Linked DNA regions of Sus scrofa: region 2 is linked to region 1. A link is a contact called in public HiChIP or PLAC-seq data. All regions are on one chromosome and are shown on one strand. The core of a region is the stretch at or near the end of the contact, and the rest is flanking DNA. Distances in the headings are between cores, read along the strand shown. Region 1 has its middle 24 kb from the start of PDK3. Region 2 overlaps PDK3 (pyruvate dehydrogenase kinase, isozyme 3).

Evidence for each region. HiChIP or PLAC-seq counts read pairs in DNA pulled down with a chosen protein or histone mark.
Region 2: a contact with region 1 is called in an H3K27ac HiChIP or PLAC-seq map of alveolar macrophages. The contact joins two enhancer-like sites. A contact is called at or near these places in 2 of 5 promoter capture datasets (fetal liver and liver), 26 of 47 Hi-C or Micro-C datasets (adipose tissue, alveolar macrophages, blood and 14 more) and 2 of 2 datasets of contacts at active chromatin or transcription factors (alveolar macrophages and skeletal muscle).

The regions. Positions count from the first base shown.
Region 1 is chrX:20,460,423-20,463,573 of Sscrofa11.1, reverse strand. No RefSeq gene overlaps it. Among named protein-coding and RNA genes, the nearest start is that of PDK3, 24 kb to the left of the region's middle. Within about 2 kb of position 1,768, at least 3 of the 83 cell types and tissues checked have an H3K27ac peak or open chromatin away from gene starts, as enhancers often do. A contact at or near this core is called in alveolar macrophages, where this site is marked.
Region 2 is chrX:20,530,971-20,533,874 of Sscrofa11.1, reverse strand. All of the region lies in intron 1 of PDK3 (pyruvate dehydrogenase kinase, isozyme 3), which reads right to left. Among named protein-coding and RNA genes, the nearest start is that of PDK3, 46 kb to the right of the region's middle. Within about 2 kb of position 1,549, at least 4 of the 83 cell types and tissues checked have an H3K27ac peak or open chromatin away from gene starts, as enhancers often do. A contact at or near this core is called in alveolar macrophages, where this site is marked.

The DNA of each region.
Region 1 (3,151 bases), core at 519-3,018:
AAACGTAGTGCTTAAGCCCTTACCTGCCCAGTCTGGGAGGAGTCCATCTATTCCCACTCTCTGGCCTTCCCCTCATATGCCAAGAATCCCTTGGAATTTTAGTGCCCAGCGGAAAATTCCTGCCTCTCTTTATGGGCCCGCATTGCTGTGGCTATGGTGCAGGCTCTCAGCGGCAGCTCCAATTCGACCCCCTAGCCTGGGAACTTCCATATGCTGCCGGTGTGGCCCTAAAATAAAATAAAATAAAATAAACCAGTATCAAGTGCCTTTTATGTGCTGGGCACCACGTTGGGTGTTAACCACCTTGATCACTTGAACCATACAACATCCTGTGAGACAGGTAGAGTTATCTTTACTTTGCAAATGAGGGAACTGAAAGTCAGAGACACTTCCCCAAAATCACAGACTAGTGAGCAAAATATGTAGATTTCAAACCCAGGTCTGCCATTTCTGTGTGTGCCCACTATGCTGTGACATTGCAGCACCCAGCATTCCGTGCTTTCTCCTTTCACCCCTGTTAAATAAAACATTATTCAGATATTTGTAAAAGACAGTAAGGAAGACGCTTCAAGAAGGGGACTACTGGGAGTCCCCATTGTGGCTCAGCAGAAACGAATCTGGCTAGCACCCATGAGGACGCAGGTTCGATCCCTAGCCTTGCTCAGTGGGTTAAAGATCTAGCATCGTCATGAGCTGTGGTGTAGGTCGCAGATAGGGCTTGGATCTTGAGTTGCTGTGGCTGTAGTATAGGCCAGTAGCTGCAGCTCCAATTCAACCCCTAACCTGGGAACCTCCATGTGCCACTGGTGTAGCCCTAAAATACAAAAAAAAAAGAAAGAAAGAAAGAAAGAAGAAGAAGAAGGGGACTACTGCAATGGGGAAGAAGCAGCAGGGAAGAGAAATTGGGCTCAACTCTGAACACAACATGGATAAATGGAGATTTATGGGCAAGGAGCAGGGTCAATGGATGGAAAATTACTTTGAGGAGACATCACGGCTAGTGGGGTTCTTGCTAGAATGACACAATAGGTTTCTGGGTTAAGGCAGGCCAGGGTGATGAGAGATAGCGAGGGTGAGGACTGAGAAATCTGATCGGACATCAAGGATGGGGATTTTCACTAAACTGACTCAGCAGGATTCTTTTTTAAGTAAAGTATAGTTGATTTACAGTGTGCCAATTTCTGCTGCACAGCAAAGTGACCCAGTCATTCATATATATATATATACATATATATATACACATATATATATATATTCTTTTTTAATATTCTTTTCTAATATTCTTTTCCATCATGGTCTATCACAAGAGACTGGATATTGTTCCCTGTGCTATACAGTAGGACCTCATTGCTTATCTACTGTAAATGTAATAGTTTGCATCTACCAACCCCAACTCTCAGTCCATCCCACTCCCTCCCCCTCTCCCCTTGGCAACTATAAGTCTGTTCTCTATGTCTGTGGGTCAGTTTCTGTTCTGTAGACAGGTTCATTTGTGCCATATTTTAGATTCCACATATAGGTAATATAATACAGTATTTGTCTTTCTCTTTCTCAGCAGGATTCTTGCTAAAACTGGACTAAGCAGGCTAAGGACCAAGCATACAGTTAAGGCACAGTCAAAAGGACAACTCAGGAGTTGTCCTTATTGGGTTAAAGATCTGGCATTGTCACTGCAGTGGCTTATTCGGTTAAAGATCTGGCATTGTCACTGCAGTGGCTTGAGTCATTGCTGTGGCCTCAGATTCAGTCTCTGGCCTGGCAACTTCTACATGACATGGGTGTGGCCAAAAACCAAAACACAGCAAGACAAAACAAAAAAAGAGAACTCAGAGGAAACTGACTCAAGTTTAGTCAAAGAATTGTTGTCAGTTGTCACCCCTTGGGACAGAAGTAGTAGCAGCCATAGTGGATGGTAAGTGCTATGTCTAAGTGTGACAAGGGAATCCCGCAGGGGGGAAAAAAAGGTCAGACCCCTGAATAGCTGAGCAATGATGGAGAAGTGAGGCAGGGCCTCCTCCCACATGTGCCCAGACATGACACGGCCTTAAAAAGCTGGAAAAGTCTGATCCTGAGATACAAGATTCGAGGGGCTTGGTCACTCTGATACTGAATATTAGAAGAGCAATTCTCTTTCTCTCTCTATAGAGCTCAGAGCTTATTAGCTCAGCAGATTTGAACGATGAGTTTAGGGTTCAAAGCTCATCCCTGGGGTGATTCAGTTTGGTAAATGTGCGGTATGGCAGATTTCCTTATTGTCTTCAATTCTTCATCCTTCCCCACATCATAATCTTTGTGCTAAGGCTTTTCAATTCCTCTCACTAGAAGTAGAGTAGATTCCTCCATCCTATTGACATTGGACTTGGCCATGTGGCACGTTTTGCCCAATGGGATGTTAGCAGAAGGGATGCAGGCAGAGGCTTGAAATGCACCTTTGTGGTTAGGCTTGTTCTCTCGTGTTTCTGCCACTGTTGTGAGCAGATCACATCCCAGGTAGCATGCTGGTTCAAAGAGGGTGAGAGGCCCTTGGTGTAGTCCTAGATCCAACTATATCTTAGACCAAGCCTTTTCAAGGCTCGTCTGGATAAGCCAATTGCCAGGTGCACAAGGAAGAATAAATAATTACTGTGTGAACAGAGTGAATGAGTTTAGGGTGGTTTATTATACATCACAGTTGCTGCACTAGCTGACTGACACATGAGGACATACAGGCACGAGCAGGACCTGACAACAAGTACGTAACAATGTGCGCATGTGTGTGTGACGCCACCAGCACAGGGATGGCATGCAATACTCTTGCAGAGCATCACTTTCCTGCCCAAAAGGACCGTGCATTTACATACCTACCCATACTCAGGGAGGTTCTTCGCTTATTTTTTTACGTTACCTGTAGAATAGCTGTTTCTATAATGCCATTAAGTTCTAACCCTAAGCTCCAACCTTCAGTCCTTAACCTAACGTTAACTCCTAACAGCCAACCCTAATCCCAACCTCTAACCCTCACCCCAGATCCTAACTCTAACGGTTACCCAAACCCTTAACCCTAATCCAAGTACCAAACTCTACCATCAACCCTCTCACATCAAACCCTATGACGTAACGCTAACGCTGAGCCCTAACCCCAACCTCAACATGAACTCTAACCCTGACCGGA
Region 2 (2,904 bases), core at 300-2,799, 71 kb before region 1:
TGGTTCATTCAAAAAGGTGTGTATAGAGAGGGAAAGTTAGGGATACAGACAAATGGAAGAGGAAGAGAAAAAAAGCAAATACAGCAACGTAACTGGTGAATCTAGGTGCTAGACATGGGTGTTGACTGTACTGTTCTCTAGTTTTTTCCTAAGGTTTGAAATTTTTCCAAATAAAAAGTTTGGGAGAGACACTGTAAAAAACCTAAATATCCAATGATAAGGGAATGGTGAAATAAACTACAATACTACATATTTACATGGGGAGATACATAGTCATTAAAAAGAGTTTTGAAAGAAAAAAAAAGCAGTCTTCTGAAAAAGGTCTTTCTATAACTAGAACCATTCTATTACTTTAAGGAAAAAAAAACCCTACTAGAGCCATTCTATTCTAAAAAAAAAAAAAATTAAAAAAATCTTAGACAGATTGTGCTACTACACGTAGCTCTTCCTAATGGGATTAAAGCCTATGCTACCTTCATGTAATGGTCTTTGAGGCTTTTGTAAAAAAGAAGGTATAGGATGGTCATGACACGGGGTTCTTAAGGTAGATGAGGGTTACTAGAGCTTCCCCTGAAGGAGATCCGTGTTTGTGCAGAGAGAAATTGAGTGATGTCCACTAGCATTTGGATCCTCTCTCTAATGAGAGACTCTGTCTACCCTTTTGAGTATAGGTGTCCAAAAGGGATGAGTGAGACACCTGCCCCTCTGTACTCCAGGTAAGGCCAAACGAAGTTGTAAGTGGATTTCAACACGGGCCCACAATTTGTGCCCTTGGCTTGGGCAACCCCTCTGCCATCACCCTCAGCCACTTAAGGGCCCGTTAGCACAATACCTGGAACACTGGAGGTGTCTAATATTTCCTGATTAGAACGGAAAATTAAAATACCTACTAAGTTTCAGCAGAAACTTACAACAGCAAATAAAACTCAGGGGTTCAAGGTAACCTTTGCCGGTAATGGTAAATTCCGCTTAAAGACAGATCACTTCATCCTACATATTTGGTTAGGGGTATTCCCAGCCTTATAGTTAGGGGAGGAGGAGCCAAAAGCTAGATAGGCAGGTGTGTCGGGCTAGAGCGTGGAGAGAAAAGGCACGGGTGGGTTCAGATCTGCTATCACGAACAGAGCTCTGATCGGCTACAGCCCGTAAGAATCCTAGCCTGAGCCACCACACGGATCCGCATCAACCTAATTCCAGGAGGGGGTTGAGGATCAAGTCCTAATGGTGCACTGGTGAGTTACAGAATGTCTTGTTGTCATGGAAGCAGGAACAGCTCAGTAACGGTCACGCTGCGCTCATCGTTGAAGTTAATTGAGGCAAAAAGTTAAGTTAACCATTACAGTGAATAAAGAAGATCCAAAGCCAGTCACGCTCAAAGCACAAATGAGCTGAAAGTGCTATGTTTCTTGGAAAATGATCAGTTTATATAGCTGGGACCTTCAGCCAACAAACTTGAAAATAATTAACATTCAAGGTTAAGCGCTCCCTATGCAGTTTTTATTCTTAGCAGGAAGCTGATATCATCCAGGAAATGCTATGTCACTAACTTCCCCTAATACAAGCACACCCAACGTCTCCTGAGCACCTCCCATGTGCCTTGCACTGTGCTGCACGATCTGACATGAGTGCAAGAGGCCTGTGATTTGATGCTATCGTTGGTTTTGTAGGTGAGGACGCTGAAGTGCAGTGGGATTAAGTGATTTGTCCAGGCTTGCACTGGTGGAAGGCACCAGAAATCAAGCCTTGAGTACAAGTCCACACAGACTGGTTATCATATTCCCAGAGAGAGACAATGGGCAGACTCACAAGGATAGGCCTTCAGGATAAGAATTGATTCAGTGTAAGTAAATGAAGGAGGTAGCAGAGTTCTTAATGAGAAGGCTAGACAAACATTAATTACGGAATTTCCTGTCTGATAAAATTTAGACAAAAATCCCAGCATTACTAATAGAGACTCTGTTTGCTAGAAAGAATTGCATTGGGGAAATGGTATGTTAGGTGGAAAGAAATGGTATATTATGTTGAAAGAAAAAAGCATACATTTAAAAGCTCAGTCTACCTGAATTTTTTTTAAAGGTGGGGGGGGGGTCTTTTTGGCCACACCCATGGCATTTGGAAGTTCCTAGACCAGGGATGGAACCCACACCACAGCAGTGGAGATGCCAGGTCCTTAACCCACTGAGCCACCAGGGAACTCCCCAATCTACCTGAATGTTAACTGTGGTTTTGCTCCTAACTTTGCTTAGCCAAGATACCTAAATCATCTCAGCTTCAGCGTCTTCAACCAAGAAATTATTTCAACCTGGGTGCTGTAAGAATTACAGCTACATTTGCCCACTTCTGTGTCTGGAAGAGAATGGTACACGAAGGTAAGTTCTATTTGCCTCCTCGAAAGAATAATTTCTGGCTCACTTTGGAAGAAGCAGCCAAGATGTTATGTCGACAAGTAGCTGAGAGTTTGGGCAGTTTCTTCACTCTGGGCTTCAACTTCCTCGTGGGTAAAACTGGGGAGGTTGGACAGATGATCTCGAAGCTCAAATGCCCACTGAATCAATCTAAGAGGCTAAGATTTTGGTTTCTATCTCTACACTTTTACAGTTATTTATCCAACACCAACTCTACTTATCTTACGTCTTGCCACATCTCTGGAGGGAAAACTGCCAGGAGTGGGAGGCCAAGGAAAGGAGCTAGAAATCAAGAAAAAGAGGACACTTTTTCATTGGTTCTGCCATGTTAGTTCTCAACCAGAAAGCCTCCAGGGGTGCTTTGGATAAAGATAAGTGGGTTAACACGTCATGCTTAGCTAGAAACACCTGGATTCCACAAACTTCCAAGGGAAAGGTAGAAGCAGCATGCCACAAACTCACAGAACTCACACATTCTGGCTAGCCTATACATATTTAT